Regions from separate parts of the Mus musculus genome. Here regions 1, 2 and 3 are each linked to region 4. Evidence: chromatin contacts called from public HiChIP or PLAC-seq data. All regions are on one chromosome and are shown on one strand. The core of a region is the stretch at or near the end of the contact, and the rest is flanking DNA. Distances in the headings are between cores, read along the strand shown. Region 1 overlaps Sgip1 (SH3-domain GRB2-like (endophilin) interacting protein 1). Region 2 overlaps Pde4b (phosphodiesterase 4B, cAMP specific). Region 3 overlaps Pde4b (phosphodiesterase 4B, cAMP specific). Region 4 has its middle 24 kb from the start of Gm24869.

Region 1 (4,877 bases), core at 1,411-3,910, 240 kb before region 4:
ACCATCCTCATCTTTTAGCCTTCTTACTTCACACTTTTCTAGGTTAGATATATGGACAGATTTTAAAAAAAAATGTGTAGTCAAAATATTAAGGTCTTGTCTTCTACCGAATCATATTTACACCCCTTCTTCACCAGACTCTGGATTATCTCATAACACAAACCTTATTTTCCACCCTAGGTGTCTTCACCTATTGCTTCCGGTCTGGTACAGTGCAGTGTAATGGTTTGGTAGAACTTAGATGAGGGAGTCAGCGGGAGTCATTTAGCATCATTTAGTCACTTGAGCATCCCCAGCCTTGTTTGGATGCTGAAGACACAGCAATGGAGAAAGGGGTCAAAATTCATCTGCTGGAGGCTCCATTCCAGTGGACAGGGAGAGACAGACAATGGAAAACTGGGGGAAAAATGTATGTGTGGGGTGTTAGGGGTATGGAGGTGGTGGGGGAAGGGAGGGAGGGATGGAAGAGGTGGTGGGGAGGGTGAAGGGAGAGGAAGGGGCTGCTGTTTGTTGGCTGGATAAGAAATTCTGTTTGATAAATTTGTTGAAAACCCAAAGTGAGGGGTCAAACTGCTCATGTACATGGGAGAAAACTTCAGTGAAGCAGAGAGAGAGACTGAGTGGGAGACAGAATGAGGCAGAGAAGAGAAACAGCTATAGGCTAATGTGGTGGAAGTGGAGAGAACAGGGAGGTATATAGACAAGGAAGGAGGGAACAATCCAGGTTAGATCAGAGAGGGGGCAACTGGGTGTGGCTGGCAGCTCTTCATCAACAGAACACAGAGCGCCCAGGACCTCAGAAATCCCTGGGAAGTGTTTTCCCTGGGAACAGATGAGAGTTTGGAGCAAGGGAGTGGTGTGCTGTGCGGAGATGGACTTCAGAGGGGCCAGAGTAGAAGCTGAGAACACCAGTTACATCTCTAAATATGTCAGTGAGTGAATAAATGAAAGCCAGTAAGAAGGTAAGGTAGAGGACCCGCTGTGTGATTCCCCCAGGATTTCCACCACAGAGTACACATTCTCTCCACATTTTATTAATTTTTAAGAATAAATATGCTTCTGTTTTCTTAGTTCTTATCAGTCTCAGTGTTCAAGGCATCAGTCAGCGACCAATGACTCTTCCAACTCCTATAACAGGTAGTTGGTCAAGTTGTTCTAACAGAGTCTACAGGACTAATATCTATGTAGTAAGTATTTGTCAGCCTAAGCTGGCAGTGTTTATGTGCCTTATATGAGCCCCTCTCCTTTCTCCCCCATTCTCTCTCTTTCTCTCATGCCCCACCTCTCTGGATCAACCCCAGGCTTGTAGTGTTTGCTTCTTTGTATTATTATAGATCTAGAATAAAACCTAGTTGCTGTTGAAAAAGCTATGCCGCCCAGGAAGAACGAAAGATCGAGTGACTGGGTAGGATGACTCGGGGGCTGGATTACTAATTATATTGGCTTTCTAGGAGTGGATCAGGAGAGTCATGATGTTTCGAAACAATGTTTCAGAAGGGGAGAATGGATCCATACGTTGCCAGGTGAATTCCCACTTAAATGTGTTGCTCCAATGGTATTTAATTCTCACTGTTTAATAAAATTAGTAATGCCAATTGTGAGCACATCCGAGGCTTGTCCTAGATTGTAAGTTTTTCTTGTTTTTAAAGCCCGGTTCTTGTGAGTGAAGATAGAACTAAGAGCCATTCATCGCTCACTTAGGCTTCTTTTTGTTTATTGATGGGACTCAGGCCTAGAATTAAATTAATGATGCACTTGGCACACTTCTGGTGCAAGTGTTTGGTGTGCAAGGTAGATTAATGATTCCTGTCAACAGTTTGGAGCCAGGATTCCCATTGGAACAGAGTGCTGAGAGCCGTATATCTCTCTGTGAAGAAATGCACACATAAGATGTGGCTCACGTACGTAACGTACGTACGTAACGTCAGAACATGGGAGGCAGAGGCAGATCGTTGTGAGTTCAAAGCCAGTCTGTTCTATGTTGCCATCTCCAGACCAACCAGCTACATAGTAAGATTGTCTTTGAAAAAAAAAAAAAAGGATATGCACTATAATTTCAGAGAATTTTTAGATTTATGGATCTGATCCATAGAACTCTTTTTCAGAAGGCAGGGCTGTCAGTGTCCTCCCCACCCTACCCCCACACTAGATAGAACCAGGCTTTTAGAAGACCGCAGGCCTCATCCCAGGCTTACTTGCTTGGATCTGCTCCTTTGAAGTAGGCGTTGACAGTTTCTGTGAAAGCTGCTGCGACCGGGAGGGTGTCCTGGGCCCCCATAGTTAGGGGACTGGGCCCCCGGGAGGAACCTGTGGGAGACGAAAGACTTCCACTTATTTTCAGCTTCTGTAAAAATACACTGTATATGTCAAAATACAAATACACTGCATTAAAGTTCACTAAAGGATCGGAGGGTGGGGTGACTCTCACTAAGAATGTGATTAAACAGTAGCTGTGTGTTCAACTCAGAGCACAAGTATTTAAGAGGAAATATTTGGCTGGCTTGTAGACAAACGTACAGAAGAAAATCCAAGCAGATAACAAAGTCACAAGGGTTTACAATCGTCCTGTATAAAGCAAGAGGCAGTATTTGCATGACAGTTTGTGCAGCAGGTGGTTAAAAGAGAGAAGTGTTAGTTTCCTATTTCCCGTTAGAGCCTTCCACCAATCACGTGCTCAGATTGAAAACTCACACGCCTTCCTTTGGAAGAGATGGTCGCGTGGTGTTACAGAGCTCAGAGCTATGTTTCTGCATTATTTCTCTTTTAAAAAGCTCAGTTGCTCTCAGACTCAGCAGGTCAAGCTCCTTGCCTGAAGCGTGTGCCACCGAAACGTACACATTGACAAAAGAAGGCACTCATGCCTCGGACCAAAGCGGTATCTCCGTGCACCAGGCGAGCCAATGAGTGCCTACCATGCAGGGCTTCACTCCACCTTCCCCTTAGTCCGGAAGATAGGCAAGTCACATTTTACAGGAGAGGAAGCTGAAGTTTAGAGAGCGTTGTCCAAGATAATACAGTTTTCCAAGCAGTAAAACAAGAATCCAAACCTAGATTTGCTTTTCTGTAAAGTTTGTATTTTTACCGTCATGGATTTTTGCAATCCTCTCTCCCCTACTTTTTTCTACTTCATTCAGCTCTTAGTATCTTGTACTTGGTAGTTGGTCATCAATTTAATGAGTATTTGTTAGTATCATGTATCAAGTCCTCGGGTCCCTCAGCTGAGGATGCTCAAGATGAGTTAAACATGGTCTTTGTCCCGGGGAGCGACACTTCAGTGTGTAGTTATGGCCATCCTCATACAACAGCATCCCCACTGGCATTACCATTTCCGAGAGCACAGGCCTCCCTCAGCATTCTTTTCTTCACATTTACTATCTGCGTTATGATACTCACTTAGCAGACTATATTACAGGCATGGCTCCCAGCATGCAACACTTCCAGGGGATGTTGGAAACCTTAGGATATTGGGGTCTCATGGAAAGAATTTAAGTCTTTGACAGTATGCTATTGAAGGAGATATGACTCTACCTCTTTCCTGAATAACTCTTTGCTTTCTGGCCTCTATGAGACAAAAATGCCCCCTCCAATACACATTTTTGACAGGATACACTGTGCCACCACAGGCCTACAGCCCAGGGCCAAGGAACTGTCACCCCAAATAAACCTTTCTTCCTTTTATGTTGATCTTTTTTAAAAAGTTTTTTTTTTTAATTTTTATTTAATGTGCAATGGCCTGCCTGTATGTCTGTGTGAGGGTGTCAGATCCTGGAACTGGGGTTACAGACAGTTGTGAGATGCCAGTGGGTTCTGGGAATTGAACCCAAGTCCTCTGGAAGTTCTTAACTGCTATTAAATAGTTAACTGATGAGCCACCTCTCCAGTCCCTAAATTGAAGATCTTAAACATTTTATTCCAATAACAGAAAACCAATTAATACAGGACCAAGGCTCAAAGAGTTTCTACAACTTGCTCAGTTTTTGTCTAGCCGGAATGCAAAAATTTTAAGATTGCTACTAAAGTATGTGTGAATTCAAAATGTAGGCTCTGAGGACTATATTATTTTGTTTCCCTAGTGGAAAATTATAGGGCCATATGGGTCAAGAAAACAATTTCAGACAATTGGAGTGTGCATGCCACGGGATTGCAGATTTCCTGAAATAGAACCAAGATCATACCAACCTTTCCTTAAGAATCACCTATTGTTAGATCCGAGAAAGGTGATGTCTACACTCATTTATAGATAATTAGATAAGAACGGAAGAAGTGATTTTATAGTGTTGCTCAATTCATTTGCTTACTTGGATATTTATGGAATGATTAACAAGTCCTGAAGACAAGGTTCCCTAGCTGATACTAACAAGTAGGTCAGAGTGGAAAGGGGTTTAGGCTGTTATCATTATAGCAAGATCATGTTTCCACGTGATCGGAACTTAGAGCTTTGGTGAGGTAGTAATAAAACAAAACAAAACAAAACACCTGCATCAAATACAGTAATTCAGCAAGTGCTTTAAAAGGCTGGTGTGGGAAAAGAAAACGGGATGGTTAGAAATTCAGTGATGAAGAGTTTTATAAATTATCTTGGAAAATTTGTAAGTGAAAACATACACTAAAATAATTTTCCTTTGAGAATCTATATGAAAATCTCCGCATATGTCACAGAGCAAAGTACACATATATACAAGATTTGTACAATCTGAAGTAGCAGTATCGGTTTCTTGAGTTCTTTGGGGTTCCTGGAACTGAGATGATTAGAAAAGTTTCCTAGAGCCAAGCGTGGTGGCACACGCCTTTAATTTCAGCACTCGGGAGGCAGAGACAGGCAGATTTCTGAGTTCGAGGCCAGCCTGGTCTACAAAGTGAGTTCCAGGACAGCCAGG
Region 2 (5,412 bases), core at 1,188-3,687, 140 kb after region 4:
TCATCCACTCCTTTCTAGAACTATCACAGTTTTCCCCCTTACCTGTGTTAGAAGGACTACTTTCCAGCCAAGCAGAGTCTGAAATTAATGGCTAGGCTACAAGAACAATGTAACTGCACACTAGAAATCTGAACCAAACCTAACCAAACAGGATAAGACCTCCAACCAAACACCACCAATTCACGGTGAAGGATCACTAAGCCCCGCTACACTTCCCTTCCATTTATTTGTCTCATTGGGATCCAGACCAGGATTTCTGATGCTCTCCCAACCCCATCAAGTCTAAAGCTTCATGTGTGTTAGCCAAGCATACTACCACTGGGCCATAGCCCCAGCACCTGGAATTAAAACCTCTTGTGTGTATGAGTGTGCGTGCATGTGCGTGTGTATGTGTGTGTGTGTGTGCATGCAAGCGTGCACATGCACATATGCACATTTGTGTTATAATTAGGGTTGGATCTCAAAGCCCCCTGAATGGTTACAAGCACTCTACTAATGAGCTACATTTCCAGGCATGGTGATTTTATTCATGCTTATCAAGTTATTTCAGCTAAATCCCACTTTAACCACCCATAGATAGTGCCTATCTCAAAGAGTCTGTATATTCACAGACGAATGAGGGTAAAGGAGTTAGCATGCAGTCATCTACCCCTGTGTGAGACACGGGCTGTCTACCAACAAAAAATTGGAGACCTGAAGTAAACCGCAAAAATAATCTATTCCAACTACTTTGTTTTATAATAAGGAAATAAAAAGATTTTTAAAAAATTATTCAATTGCTCTGAAAAATATCCCCAGTAAAGGTAGAGCTAGAACTTAAACTCGTGGCTTATACTCAGATTTTCTCACTTTAGGCTGAGCTAGCAAAGAGAGAAAACTGGGTCAAGGAATGCACACCTCCCCTCCTGCTGGTCAGAACCAATGCTCGCTTTATTCTTTAGAGCAAGATCATCCCCAACATCTGTCAGGGTGCATTCTACAAGCCTAAATGCTTAAGAACGTCACTTAAGCTATCTCCTAAACTGCTAACTTCACAGATAGTCCATCATAGTCTAGGAGGTCAACTAGAGCTTAGCCTCCATTAACTTGGACTACATCCTACTCTCTCCCTGTTTCACCACTCAGGACCTCCCAGGTAAGCTCGTGTGAGCCTCTGCCACAGCCCACATACCTTCTCCCCAGTCCCGTGTTGCTGCTACATGGCTGTGCCTGGGGCCTCTGCGTGTGTACCTGTGTGGAAGCACACCCACATAGAGGCCCTTGGAAGAAGGGTAAAAGCCATTTGGGCAGGGAATGAGGAGTCTGGCCAGAGGCACAGTAAGGTCTAGTAGGAAACCCATTTTTTTTTTTTGGTCTGATGAAGCCCTTCTGCACAGCTGGAAGAAACCATACTAAGGCTTCCTTCAAACCCAGGGAGCAATAAAAGGCCCCTCTGTGTTAAGGGAAACTCCTTTCTCACCATCATCATCGATTAATCCTTCAACAACCTGCATCCCTTCTCCTGGGAGAGTTCTGAGATGCATCTACTGGCCAATGAGATCTATTTCCTTTCAATTCCGTTAGGCACCGTGTTTCCCATAGTTACTGATTGATTGTTCAGGGGTACAGAAAATGACTCCCTTCAACTTTAGAACGCTTGTCTTGCCTCGGTCATGATCACCTCCCAGAATTACACATTCAGGTTTCCTAGTGCCTCCAGGCTGGTAGAATTGAGTGACTTTAGTTAGTCCCTTCCGTCCAAGGAGCCCAGGCTGGTACAAGTTCTCAGAGTGGAGCTGGAGAACTAAGCCTGCACAGCCAGGAGGACTCACTTTTCCAGTAATGGTGTCTGTATGGGATTTCAGGATGCCTCAAGAAAGTGCCATTTATCCCCCACTCCCAGCTGGTGAAGTGCCGCAGCAAACGTTGACTCAAGGACTCTACTCCAGCTCCTTAGTCCAAAGGAAGCTTTGGTATCCGAGACTGGACTTTCCAATTTCAGAACGTCCAATTTCATCATCTGGGTCCAAACCTGTCCCAGGCAAAGCTGATAGAGAAAGAAAACAACGTCCCACCGCAGGGTGTTTGGAGGGTATCTGGGGCTGTGACTAATCATTTGAATGTAGCTGCAGTTGAAGATACAGTATGTTCATCTTTCTATATCCACTATACCAGGTACTAATAAGCCTTTTGATGCTTTTCACCTGAAAATCCTGGATGAACGACTATGCTTCTCTGTCCAGAGTGGGAAGGAACACCTCCCATCCCTTCCCAGTCCCGCCCCACCTCCCCGGGATTGTTCTGGGCCCATCCTTCCTCAGCCACTGTTGTTGCAACCCTGTACTTCTCTGACTGCGTTGGTCAGGAAGGCGACAGGAAATTCTAGTCACCCTCACAGCAGCTGTGCCATTCCTCCTATCCTGCTCTGATGACGTGGGTTGGCTTTGGTGACAGGAGCTCAGGAACTGAGCCATAGAGAAGGTCGGAAAGAGAGGTCACTGTTTGTGCCGCACTTGGCCTGGGGATCCCTGTGGGGCTGTTTGCTTTCTTCCTTTCTATACTGTTTCTCTTTCCGTTCCTCTTTTTTTGGAGGGGCAGAGCTCAGGCATCCTGTTTTCAAAACAGCAGGCTGTTTTTTGGCAGATGAACTCATGCTCTAACGCATTTTTTGCTGAAGGGGAAGACAATTCTTCCAGGTAAGGAGAGCTGGCAAAACTCAAAACAACAATTAATGTACAAATCTAAGAGGGGCCAGCCGGCTGGCATACATGCCTAACCTTTAACTTGGACTGGTCACTGAGGGGTCCAGGCATTCTTCCTGACACCAGAAACCATGCCCCTGTCCTTCAAGCTCCCGTTCCCCTGCTCCGTCTTCTTACCAGTTTTACTTTTTTTTTTAAGTTTGAAAAAGAAAATGTTCTTTAACACTAATTCACCTGGCTGCAAGTGTCTCTAAAATTTTGAAATTCCTCTTGGCCTATTGCTAATATTTAAGGGTCAAGAAAACTGAGGCAAAGACCAAGACTGTTTTTGTTAGGTACAGTAGCAGTTCCTGTCCACCTGCCCTAAGAAGCGCAGGGAAAATCTGCTCCACTTATGAATCCTTCCATTTCTTTAGGCCACAGGTAGGTCAAGGAAAAACATAAACAAACAAGGAAGCACTGCCCGGTCCAGGTGTAAGAAACCCTAAAGGCCATTTGCTTTCCCCCTACCAGACAGGCCTTTCTTCACCTTCTCCACAGACTGGCACCTATGTTACCAAATAACACTCACTTCACAGGACAGAGGCTCTGCCATCTGTGCTCTGAAGTCAAGTTCAGACTTTGTAAATAAAAGCCTTTGGGTCAGCTCTGAAACACAAGTAGGGACACAGATTTGGTTTTGCAACCATGAAGTAGGTGTTAGTAAGGGATCGCTCACAGGATTCCTGCTTCCTGGCAGGCGCTTTCTTAAGCGCTTTGGGGATACTAAACCTGGTGAGATGAGACCCACCTCTATACTGTAAAACTGAATCTCTGGGCAGTTAAGTAAAAAGACTAGCAAGTGAGACTGGCAGAATTGGAACCATGCGCCTCCAGTTCCAAAGCTCTTCTTCGCAGTCTTCCACCCTCTGTAAGGCGTTACATTTATGTTCCCTTTCAGCTCTGGAATTCAGTTTTGCTGAGGCTCCTTTGTTCCATAAAAGTAAGCCAAATGTGACCAAATTTGGCTACTTAGTGATAGCAAAGAGGACCTTTCCAACTACACAGAACACTCAGATCATTTCAACACTGAAAATTTTAATGTAAGGTAAAAATTTCATTGTGCATAACTTAGTCTCACTTTCCCAGATAATTCTGATGAGCCTTTTCTCTGGTGGTCACAACACATTCTCATTGGGCTGTTATACATCACACCCCTGCCACTGTGCTCAGCTTCGCCCAAGACATTCATCTGACCAACAGTGAAGAAAACAGTTCAGTGGAGAGATCTTCTTTAAAAAATGGTATCCTCTCATTTACCCCCTGCATAACTGCTTTGCCCTGCCACCTTCCCACTAGGGACCTTGCTAACAAGTGAGGCAGCTAGTAGTTTCTGCTTCAGCTAAACCTGCGTGGCTCTTCAGTGTTAACTCTATTCAACTTTCATTGCTTCCTGCCTCAGACAACCATCAGCAAGGACTGGAAGCTTGAGGGACTGAGAATTTCTGGGTCTCAATGCACGCCTCCTTTCATTCATTGATACATTTTTAATAACTTTGCAAGTTAGGCAGTGGACAAGGCCAGCACTCTAGACACACACACACACACACACACACACACACACACACACACACATGGCATGCAAACCAACGGGAATGTAAAGATTGTCTGCTCTTGTTCTCTTCTGGTTAGTCCCTGGTTTCATCTTGGTGACTCTAGAGATTCATGGCTTTCCTAGAGAAAATATCACCACAGAGTTTTAGATCCGCAGGTTGCATCAAATATCACAAAATAAGGGACCACACAACAGCTGCTGACGCTGTGAGGCAGGCAAAGCCACTGCAGAATATTCTCTGTAAATCCCAGAGTGATTTGGAGAAGTTACGCAGTGAAGCCCCCAACATGGGGAAGCGGCTGGGTGTTACATCAACCTGGAAAGTCCCAGCTTGAGAGAAGTCAGAAAATATTAGTTAAAACCCCAGGGCGGCTTCTCTCTTTACTCCCCACCGAGGTGAACTCTGAGCTAACATTTTAGAGCGGGCTCACTTCTGCTCTGTTACTGATCAGTCCATGAGAGAGTTTCAGAGTAAGAAGGACCCTACTGCCACCATACACACACCAGCATCTAAGGATGCCCTGTTTCCTCTGTCATGGTGCTTTGAAGAGGAGCCAGCAAGCTCTGTTCCAAAGAGATGCTTTTCCCCCAGGAAAGAAGGGAGGAAAAGTTCAATCAGGAATGCACCTTGGGCTGACAGGGTAGGTGGGGTACAAAGCCTCTTCCAGCCTCAGAAATGTAGGACAATAGGACAATACCTTAAGCTTGAGTTGTAGGGAGCTTTGAAGGTATACTCAGAGGGGTGCAGTAGAAGCAAGCCTTTCCCTTCAAGTACACCTATGTAGATGTAGATAAATATATAACTGCACAATTTCTACCACACACACACAGAGACACACACAGACACACACCCCTGCACACAGACACACATACACTTGTACACCCTTCTACACACACACACACACACACACACACACACACACACACACACACACACATCCATACAGTTAAAATCTGCATGAAAACGTGTAAACAAGCAGAAAACAACTAGCAACAACCCTCACTATATAAATTAGCACTCTGTCCAGATGTTAATTAAACAAATGGGATAATGATAGATAATTAAAGCTCCCCAAAACCAAGTTTGCTTTTGTTTTTCTGAATATTGTAAATAAAATCAGGGTGGTGTTTTTTTTT
Region 3 (4,849 bases), core at 33-2,532, 210 kb after region 4:
ATGCCGAGGGCTAACTGCTGGAGACATACTCCCTTTTATAAATATGTCTTGTCTTGGACAAATGTGACACAAGGCGTCCTGGTTTGAGAGATGGTTCTCAGTGTGAGGGTGATCATGCCTCTAGGTACATTCTGTGCACGATATTTGTTTAGGGTCTTAAGATACCTGTTTCCCAGAGCTTTGTGTAATCCAGAACACACAGCGATGTGAAGACCCAATTTTTAAGGAAGCAGCTTCAATGTATCAATTATCAGGGTTAGGCTGTCTCTAATGCTACTGATAGAGGAGGAACAGCCACACCTATGCTAACAAATAGCATTGAAAATATCATGCCAGCCCCATGTCTACTTGGATCTGTGTAACACATCAGTTTGGTCTCAAATGTGGTTATACTAAAGAAGCTTGTGAAATCTACTCATCATTTCTTCCTTGTCCCACCTGTAACATTCTGACCTGGGGCTACATTCTTAAGGACACTGGCTTAGTTAATGTTTGCCTTTAGCTTCTCTGATTGTCCTCTGTTTCTTACATGGCTCCTACATAAACGTTTAAGCTGTCCAAGGACTTTTTCTGCACCCAGGGGGAGTGAACAGGTGCTCACTAGAAGCTGTGTGGTTGATCATAGTCAGGTCATTTAATCTCAGCCTTGACTCCTTATCTGTAAAGTGGAAGTAATAATATCTGTCACGACTATTGCTTGTGGAGGCCATTGCTGAGATAATTGATATGAAAACCCTTCTAGGTTCAGTAAGATGAATTATCAGTTATAATAGCTTACAGTTACTATGCTATATGCCAGTTGAGTGCTTTCTGAATATTAATTCACTTAATCCCCATACAACCTTATCTTACAGTTTAGGAAACCAAGATCCAGAAAAGATAATTAACTTGCCCACGTATATGATTTCCAAGCAGAATGATTCTAAGCAGATTCCAGAACTGAATGTGTGGCCAATATGAATAGTCCCAGAAACCAATTACCCGGAGAACAACACGCAATGGTAAGGAAATTCCTAATTTCCAGTAAAGACAGTGTGTTAGGTCATTAGCATGCCTTTGGGCCAAATAGAGATCACTCAGGTAGGCTTAGCAGGATCAGAAAAGCATATTGAAAAAGATGACACTCAACCTAAAAGATGTCAGAACATGGCTAATCTGACTGTGACAGGTATAAGAAGACAGTCTAGGCAGAAAGTGTAGAGGGGAATAGACAGAAAACTCCTGGGTCCCAGTTGCTCCAGCCCATGTGACAGAGATGTGATCTGACTGCTCACTGATTAATCACCGGCACTTCCTGTTAGCACATAAGCCACAAAGGAGCAGAGACCTTAGCTGTGTGGACCACTATGAGATCATCAGTGCTTGATATAAAGTGAATGGCCAGTAAGTATCTGTGCAATTAGGTACATGCAGGCATGGATGAATAGTATGTATGAAATAAATATTCAAGGGATGGATTATTAAGTGAATAAATAGGAAGCAAAGCTCCAAACCCAAGTTCCACATATTGGCTGGGTGTCCCTGAGTGTTGAAAGTTTCAGATTTGCTTTTTTGTTTATATCTCAGATTCTGGAATATCTTAATCTGCATGGTGAGAAATCTTAGGGAAGGGAATCAAGACTGAATAGAAAATTCATTTGTTTTATGTGCACATTCCATAAATAACCCAATGGCGATCTCATAGTGCAACTCTGTGCAAGCGATCACTCGAGGCCAGATGTGGATCTCTTCATTCTTGGCATCATATCAGAGTTCAAAAAGCCTGAATTTTGGATTTTTTTGATAGGGAATGCTCAACTATTTCTTTTTTTCTAAATATACTACAACCAATGTTCCATCATGTTAATTTAATCTGGGTGGTGAGGCATCTTAGCTACAATGTATAAGCATCTACTTTTCATCCCAAAGAGTGGTCCCCTGCAATGCCCTAGCCAAAGATGGGCATGATCACACAAATAGTGTGTAAGATAATGCTCTCTGGTGAGAGCCTGCAGAACAGTGGAGAGACCGGGATAGGAGAGATGCCACAGCAGTATGCAACTTCCTCTTGCAAGGAGACTTACTGCAGAACAAACCACAGGACAGTGAGAGGAGGATAATTGTCCAATTAGGCTCTACCTGCACTTCCTATTACCTGCCTCATCAGAATCTGGATGAAGTCAAACAAATGATGGATGGACCACTTAACAAAGACTGAATATAGATCCTGCTGTGGTAACTACTGACTGGAAAGCAAGAGAATCAAGCCTCAGATCCAATGTTTCTCTAACCCATGGTACATCCACAAGCTAGTTGCCAGATTCCTGACACTCAAGATTTCCTTCTCTAAACCAGAGGTTGAATGCATGGGTTTGCAAACCTCTCCTAACCTTTGCCAAGATCGTGGGTTCTATGACCCTCTGAGGCTATGATGATCTTTGAAACGCAAGAGAACTTCTTGGCCCTTAGACTGTATATTTCCAGATGGGTTGTGTGTTGTGACTCAGCTTATAGGGCTGGTCTCTAATGTTTGAGTCCAGTGTCCTTCAGCGTTCTGTGCTGTTGTGGGAGGGAACTAAAATTCTGCAGAACAACGAGGCTTACTTGTTCGGCGCTCCATGAAGGTTCGTCAGCAGGGTGAAGTTGTTTCTTACACTTCGCAAGCTGGCAAGAACCTGCAAGGAGAATGTTTCAGAATTGGTTAGGGTCAAAGGACTGTATTTAAAATCACACCAGTGATGAATTTCAGGCGAGCATGATCCCTACGTACCTGGGCAAAAGGAGTGACAATCAGGTCATCGCCGTGTCTGGTGAAAAGAGAGAAAGAAGCAGAAGAGATGAATATCAACTGCGACACACATGTTACACTAAGTTTATCAGTGTTAGTGACCTACTTGTTCTGGGAGAAAGGCAGGAGCCCATGAACCTGAAAGAGAAAAACACTACCCAGCTCGTGACTCCCAGCCTAACTGTGTGATTCTGTCTAAAAGCTTTGGCAAGTAAGCATGTGCCCTTGGGGCATGCGGTCCCACTAAATGGCAAGCCCAGATTCCTATAATTCATACTGACTTGTGGATTTGACTTGCCTGAGCCAGGAAACTCAAAGGGCTGCCCATAGGCACACTGTGCACTGGAAAAAATGGTATAACAGTCTGGATAAAGGGTAACATTGGATTTCCTGGCTTTTGTTGATTTGAACCACAGCTTTAATACCATTTAAATACAGATTTCTGTCTGGGAATTCCATTACTTTTTGTTTTTAATATAATCTTTTTTTCTTTTTCTTTTTAAAGTACCCAAGGAAAAAAATTTTAATGGGAATGTGCAGTCTGAGCCTCCTAAGCAGTAACAGTTGACACTCATCTGGTCCCAAAGACCTAATTACGCTCTACCTCCTGTTTCATCAGTCTGCGCTTGGGACCAGTGAAACTATGTTTGCAGCAACGCACTTTCCGTGCGCTGGCATCTGCTCCCTTAATCTGCTAAAGACTGCCTTCAGCAAGCTCTCAGCTGAAGGTTTGGGAAACCGCATTAGCCACCATCACCAAATTAGGTTAATTTGCTGGCACCCCGTGAATCAGCAACATGGAAGCTGATGGCAGTGAACTCCCCTCCCTGTCTGGCCTACCTCCTCTGTCCTCTACCATCACAGCAAAGGTGGCCCTTCCTTCATGGTCATGCGAGGGTACCCTGCAATAATTAAACACCTTCCGGGTACCAGGCACCATGCAACGTTGGGTTTCAGAGCGGAAGAGCACGAGTGTCCATGTCTACCCTTCTCTGATATGGGCTTTAGCAAAGTGCCTTGTTAGTGTGGCGGTCTCCACCCTCGTCTTTAGTCAGGCATTCTCTGAAACGCTTCGAAGGCCCAGTTTGAACAGTGATAAGAACCAGAAAGGGAACTGGCAAGCAGTAAGCATTCTTTATGTGATTGGCTGTTGTGTGTTGGCAAGCAGTAAGCATTCTTTATGTGATTGGCCGCTGTGTGCACTGGTACATTTACTATTGGCCGTGCAGCTGTGAGGCAAGCACATCGCAGGTGCTATCAAGTCAGTAGCCGCTACCTAGCACTTAGCTGGGCCTCTTTGCTCCCCAAGATCTGTGCTTTTGACACAATACTTGTGATTTTATGATGGCATATGATGACCCAGTTGGCAAAGCAAATTATGCAGAAGCCACAATCTTGCAAATAAAAACGTAATGAAGGAGATCGAAAAATGCACACAAACACAGAAAGAAATACACACAGTGGGTACTGAGTGGGAGCATGAATGAAATACTGAATACCAAAAGAGAGATTAACTCTAGATTAGTGGAAGTAAGAAGGGCTTGGCTGAGTCAGTAGTGTCTGAGATGGGCTTTTAGAGGCAGGGGTGTACTCGGTAAGAAGGCAGAGAGGATAGATGCTACTAATGAGAGAAATGGTTACGGCAGAGAGTTTCACATGGAAAAACAGTGAATAAAATCATTGGCGGCTATAGGAAAACATTTACTGTAGGCATGTGTAGAGAATAAGGTTGAAAGCCTATGATGTTGTGATTAACTTCACAGGACCAGGTAAGCCAGGGAGGGAGTTCAGTGAAGGGTGGGGGGGGGGGGGTGGTGGTGGTGAGATAGACAAGCCAAGAATGTGTTTTTTAAAAAATAAAATAAAAAACGTCGTGGTTGCTGAGGGGCAGGACTTCAGGGAGAGCCCTGGGAGCACCGCTGAGAGGGTTACTGGCAATGAGAAAGAGGAGATGCGGCCAAGAAGGGAACAGGAAATGATGCATTGAAGAGACGCCAGGGATCTTGTTAGAATTCAGCATTTGCTTGCATAAGGAAATAGTATTTTCAAAAAAAAAAAAAAAAAAGAGCATCTGAGAAAATA
Region 4 (4,831 bases), core at 1,701-4,200:
TAAGACTTGGTCTTACAAGATATTAAGGGTTGCTGTTTAATAATAAAATTGTTGCAGGTAGTTTTGAAAAGCACACTTGGTCCTTGCCTGGTCTCCTTGTCCAGTGCTGTGGCCCCTCATGACTTATCTCGAAGATAACGCCCCCACTGGCTCCACTTCCATCGCACCTGTTTCTCCTGCTGACTCTGCTAAGTCACCCAAGAAATCAATGGGAGAAGAGATCCTTGGTCCTATGAAGGCTCGATAGACGCCCCAGTGTAGGGAAATCGAGGGCTGGTGGGGAGGCGGGAGTGGATGGGTGGAGGAACACCCTCATAGAAGCATGGGGAGGAGGAATGGGATAGGGTGTTTCTGGGAGGTGGGAAACCGGGAAAAGCGATAACATTTGAAATGTAAATAAAGAAAAAAATGTATAGAAAGAAAGAAAGAAAGAAAGAAAGAAAGAAAGAAAGAAAGAAAGAAAGAAAGAAAGAACTGTCCCTCCTGAGATACCACTCCCGCTCCACAAACCGACTGCTCTGGCGGCCCATTTTCTCCTGTCCACCTGACTCGCCTTGATGGAAAACGCCAGACATCCTTAATATTTTAAAACCAGCCGAATAACACAACTGTTGGGTGAACAATTTCTTGCCCCATCCTCCTCAGCCTTGGCAGCGGCCTGCAGAGGCTACAAACTATTGGTCCCTGAGAGATGTCTGTTACTTCTTATCTGCTCCAAATCCCAATCATCTCTCGTTCCCATCTCTTCCTCCTGGGACCCGGAAATCTCACCTTATTCTTCGCCCAGTGATGAGCTTCTGCGGTCTTTATTGGCCCAATTAAGAAACAATTAGGGAACCAGATTTTATTTATTAGCTCCTCCCCCTACATCTCACCTTTTCTGTACAATAAAAAAATTTAAAAACCTCTTCTCCCAGATATAAATTGAAAAAAAAATCATGACAAGTAAATTACATGGTATGAGGTATAAATGACATCCAGTTCATCAGCTTGTCAATTTAGATTGAGTACTCTACCGTCTCTCCTAACTTAAAAGGCTTTTACCATTCTACTCCTGAGCTGTGTCCTGGTTTTAGATTGTATACCATCTGAAAAAACATCCTCTCAAATCTATATCATCTCTCTTAATGCTAAACAGCTTGGGTTGGGTATGAGACTACAACCAGTCTTCAACCCCACCAGAAATCTGAGAATGACTTAAAATTACCTGAAAATATAGGAAGCACTAAACATATCTTCCAAAACTAAGGCAATGTTGTGACAGCTGACTATCTGCACAGTGCCCCAATCGTTTAGAATCCAAGGGCATCCATCTCCGGCCTTCTGGCCAAGGATCACCAATCTGACAGACTTATGCAGAAAATGTAAGGGCCACTGTCCCTGTCTCAATAAAGCCAGTAGTTGACTATTCTGCAACATGTGTCCTTCTCTAGACAGAATTGTCTGTAGATGAAATGGGCGACTTCTGCTACACTATCTATACTGGATCCTCACAGGAACTCCTCTCTGATATTCTCTTTTTGCCCTGTGTGATGGAAATCCTGCAGCTTTGGATCTGCAGGACTGTCCATCATGTGTTTCAGCTGATCATAGGTGAGGTAGATGTTGGGGTGGACCAACTCAAAGCCTTGGATCTGGGCCTGAGAGGTATCTGAATTGGTCAGCCTACCAACTCTCCTGTGCGCAAATCACCAGGGTGGGCTCTTGAGCACTGCTCCAGCTGGCTCACCCAATGCCATGTCAGTTCTCCTGCTCTCATGCCCTTGGAGCTGGCTCTCCCCTCCGCTGCCATCAGGGTTAGTTTTACTGTGCTGCTAGGTGAAGGATAGGGCTAGCCAGCTCTCCCTAGCATGGTAGCTGATTAGGGGCAGGGGCAGCTCAACACAGTGCCTCAAGTGACAGTCCAGACCAGGGATATATGCATGGTCTTGGGTGGCAACGTGGACCTTGGGCATCAACACAGACCTTGGCTCCCAAAGTAGCATGGACTCAGAAAACATGGACCCAGATGTCCCCATGGCCTTGGGCCTGCAGCCAGGCCACTTAGATCAGCATGGACCTTGGGGGCAGCATAGCCCTCTGATATCCACATGGTCTCCAGCATACACCCAGATTATGGAATCCTCTTGGCTGTTGGTGGAAACTTGGGCCACAGACTTCGGCACAGTCCACAGCTGAAGCAAGACCATGGACCCAGCCATGACCCTTGGCAGCATCTAGGGTCAGGAATTCACCATGATCTCCTCGTATCTGCATGTTCCTTACTACCACTGAGTCTCCAGTTCCACCTTTGCCACAGTATACTCATTCCTTTGCTTCACATTTCTCTTCAGTCTTTCCACCACATAGTCCATCCTCCATCTTTCCCATCTCTCCATCACACATTCGTGCAGTAGTGGTGCAGGAGGCAGGTGCTCAGGTTTCTCCCTTCCAATTTGGTGGCCTGGGCAGGTACATCAATCTTGTGTATATGTGTGTGTGTGTGTGTGTGTGTGTGTGTGTGTGTGTGTGTGTGTGTGTGTGTGTAGACAAATGAAATCACTGCAATTACTTTGAGCACATGTGATTGGGAATGAGAGCCAACAGGATATCTGGAATTCAGTTCTTTTACAGTTGTTCTCGACTGAATTCTCCTCAGAATACTTTTGTTCTGTATACAGAGGGGTGTGCACATACTCTCAATATTGTAGCTACATGTAATGAGGAATCACTGAGAACCTTAAGAAGGTAATTGCTTGTTCACATCAGAATTTGGGGGAAGATATTTAGCTGAAGAAGAGAAAACTCTACAGACAGGACATAAACTGGAGGAATTGGCACCAGAGGCTAAAGCAATACATCAAAATCAGTATAAACCACAGAAGGAAACGAGGTGGGGAAGAGATGCTCAAAGGCTGTAGAGATGGAACCACAGATTACCACTGATCTCCTCCGTGTTTCACTAGAACCTGCATGAAAAGAACCACAAAGAGTGATGGGTGAAAGACACAGTCATATGTTGCTTGGTAATCGGGATACCTTCTGAGAAGTGTGTCCATAAGTGACTTTGTTGTGAGAACATCATAGCGATTGCTTACATAAATTAAGATGGTGGGTGATAAAATATCTTTGAATGCTGGCATTGACCTCAATTTCACAGTGTAAAACTACATACATTATATGTGAAATTACATTGAGGGTTTTTTTTTTAAATATCTGTAGTGATCTCCACTCAAAAGGAAACTGTCAAGAAATTATGAATCATTTGTTAGAGTTGAGTATGTTTTGGAAAGAGGCATAATAAATCAACATCTGTGAACAAACTATTTTGGTAAACTGGGTTGTGTCAAATACTGAGAATGAATTCTATGTAAACACCATGTCCTTTCGAAGTTATGTCTATGTGGTTTCTGGAACCTCAAGAGGAATCAGCCTCTGACTATTCTCCTTTTTGTATTGACTTGTTTACAGTTTGTTTCTTCTGTCCTAGACCTGGATGTTGATTGCATCTTCTTTCTTAGAGTTGTAAGTTGGCGTTTATTATGGAATTTAGCATTTAGCTTCACCTTTATTTATTGCTGGTAGCTCTTACAGATTTTAAGGTAGACTTTTTCAAAGATGGAACTTGAGTGTCAGGACACTTGAGTTTGGAGACTGTGGAGTATTCATAGCCTCATTATTGAACATGTCTCTGAGTGTCCAATGCAGGACCACTCACTCAAAGTGTCCCTGTAGATTCTAGTATCTCTTGGTATTTTCCGTGTCATGATGATCCTCTAGAGAAGATGTCTTCTTTCTCTAATTTCTTTATTAAATAATAGAGGCCCTGTTACTATGCAAAGTACAGTTTATATAAATTACTCATCCTGTCACACCAGGAGTCTTACAAGGCCAAGAAAACAAAACAGAGAAGCACTAAGTCTCTGCTCCAAACAGTTCTGTCTTGGTGTTTTTCTTAATTCTTAGTAATAGGCAAATCCCTGATATTTTCAGGTAATCGAGGTCATGGAGACTCACTTAAGCATTTTTAATTTTCAAATGTAGAGTTGCGTGAATGCCACCAAAATCACATAAAGGGAATGAATGACTCGCTTCCACTATTAACGGATAACCCAAGCTACAGAATTGCTTTCAGTAGCAGGGAAGGATGCTTGGCAAGAAGAGTAACCTTTAAAGAGTAACAATTGGGTGAAGCTAAGACCTTTCTGCTCTACATAATGACGCTATAATAGCTCTACAATCTCCTAGTCTAGGGACACACTGCTTGCATAGATACAAAATCCAATAAAGGCCTGCAGCAAGAGTGTGGCCCTGTGCCTTGAGGAAGGTTACAAAAGATGGTGGCAACTTGATGGACTAGGTGTGGTCAGCTGAATATTGGATGCACAGTTGGGAAGAGACGTAAACATTGCCAGCCTCCTGGGCTGTGAGGCCAAAGTCCTTCTCTTCCACACATTGCTTTGATTGACACATTTATTTCTTTTTTCTGTCCTGGGTACATCCCAGGCACCTAAATCTGGTGAAGCCATGTGGGTAGGTTTAGTGAGTGGTTTGGAAGCAGAATAGTGGATACTTCTGGCCAACAGAACTTAGGGTAGGTGTGACTTCTACAGGATCTTAGAGTTTGGTAGCTGTCTGTTGGGAGTGTAGCTGTGAAGAGGCAGGAGCCTGGATCCCTATTTGGTACGTGTCTATAGGTTGCTATAATAAATGAATAGACTGAGTGGCTCATAGCAGACATATTTGTGTTTCATAGATCTAAGGTCCAAAGTTCAAGACTAAAGTAACACTGGAGCCGAGTACTGATGAAGACCCCTTCAAGGTCACAGACTGTTCAACTTCTTATATTTTC

Evidence for each region. HiChIP or PLAC-seq counts read pairs in DNA pulled down with a chosen protein or histone mark.
Region 1: a BATF HiChIP or PLAC-seq map of CD8 T cells shows a contact between it and region 4, with 5 read pairs. The contact joins two enhancer-like sites. A contact is called at or near these places in 1 of 15 datasets of contacts at CTCF or cohesin (pro-B cells), 3 of 484 Hi-C or Micro-C datasets (gonadal supporting cells, liver and nephron progenitors) and 1 of 115 datasets of contacts at active chromatin or transcription factors (CD8 T cells).
Region 2: a CTCF HiChIP or PLAC-seq map of CD8 T cells shows a contact between it and region 4, with 9 read pairs. The contact joins two enhancer-like sites. A contact is called at or near these places in 1 of 15 datasets of contacts at CTCF or cohesin (CD8 T cells), 1 of 484 Hi-C or Micro-C datasets (Th1 cells), 3 of 115 datasets of contacts at active chromatin or transcription factors (CD8 T cells, DN3 thymocytes and bone marrow-derived dendritic cells) and 2 of 9 other capture datasets (adipose tissue and liver).
Region 3: a CTCF HiChIP or PLAC-seq map of CD8 T cells shows a contact between it and region 4, with 7 read pairs. The contact joins two enhancer-like sites. A contact is called at or near these places in 4 of 15 datasets of contacts at CTCF or cohesin (CD8 T cells, the NIH/3T3 cell line, large pre-B cells and 1 more), 45 of 484 Hi-C or Micro-C datasets (the 63-12 cell line, B cells, the CH12 cell line and 27 more) and 7 of 115 datasets of contacts at active chromatin or transcription factors (CD8 T cells, DN3 thymocytes, T-cell acute lymphoblastic leukemia and 4 more).

The regions. Positions count from the first base shown.
Region 1 is chr4:102,953,529-102,958,405 of GRCm38.p6, reverse strand. Sgip1 (SH3-domain GRB2-like (endophilin) interacting protein 1) reads right to left here. Exons shown (of 26, transcript NM_001285852.1): 20 at 2,196-2,307. Among named protein-coding and RNA genes, the nearest start is that of Tctex1d1, 30 kb to the left of the region's middle. Within about 2 kb of position 2,660, at least 41 of the 459 cell types and tissues checked have an H3K27ac peak or open chromatin away from gene starts, as enhancers often do. A contact at or near this core is called in CD8 T cells, where this site is marked.
Region 2 is chr4:102,571,461-102,576,872 of GRCm38.p6, reverse strand. All of the region lies in intron 6 of Pde4b (phosphodiesterase 4B, cAMP specific), which reads right to left. Among named protein-coding and RNA genes, the nearest start is that of Gm52667, 4.7 kb to the right of the region's middle. Within about 2 kb of position 2,437, at least 146 of the 459 cell types and tissues checked have an H3K27ac peak or open chromatin away from gene starts, as enhancers often do. A contact at or near this core is called in CD8 T cells, where this site is marked.
Region 3 is chr4:102,495,559-102,500,407 of GRCm38.p6, reverse strand. Pde4b (phosphodiesterase 4B, cAMP specific) reads right to left here. Exons shown (of 15, transcript NM_019840.2): 3 at 2,750-2,786; 4 at 2,584-2,654. Among named protein-coding and RNA genes, the nearest start is that of Gm52668, 18 kb to the left of the region's middle. Within about 2 kb of position 1,282, at least 28 of the 459 cell types and tissues checked have an H3K27ac peak or open chromatin away from gene starts, as enhancers often do. A contact at or near this core is called in CD8 T cells, Th1 cells and group 2 innate lymphoid cells, where this site is marked.
Region 4 is chr4:102,710,065-102,714,895 of GRCm38.p6, reverse strand. No RefSeq gene overlaps it. Among named protein-coding and RNA genes, the nearest start is that of Gm24869, 24 kb to the left of the region's middle. Within about 2 kb of position 2,950, at least 21 of the 459 cell types and tissues checked have an H3K27ac peak or open chromatin away from gene starts, as enhancers often do. A contact at or near this core is called in CD8 T cells, Th1 cells and group 2 innate lymphoid cells, where this site is marked.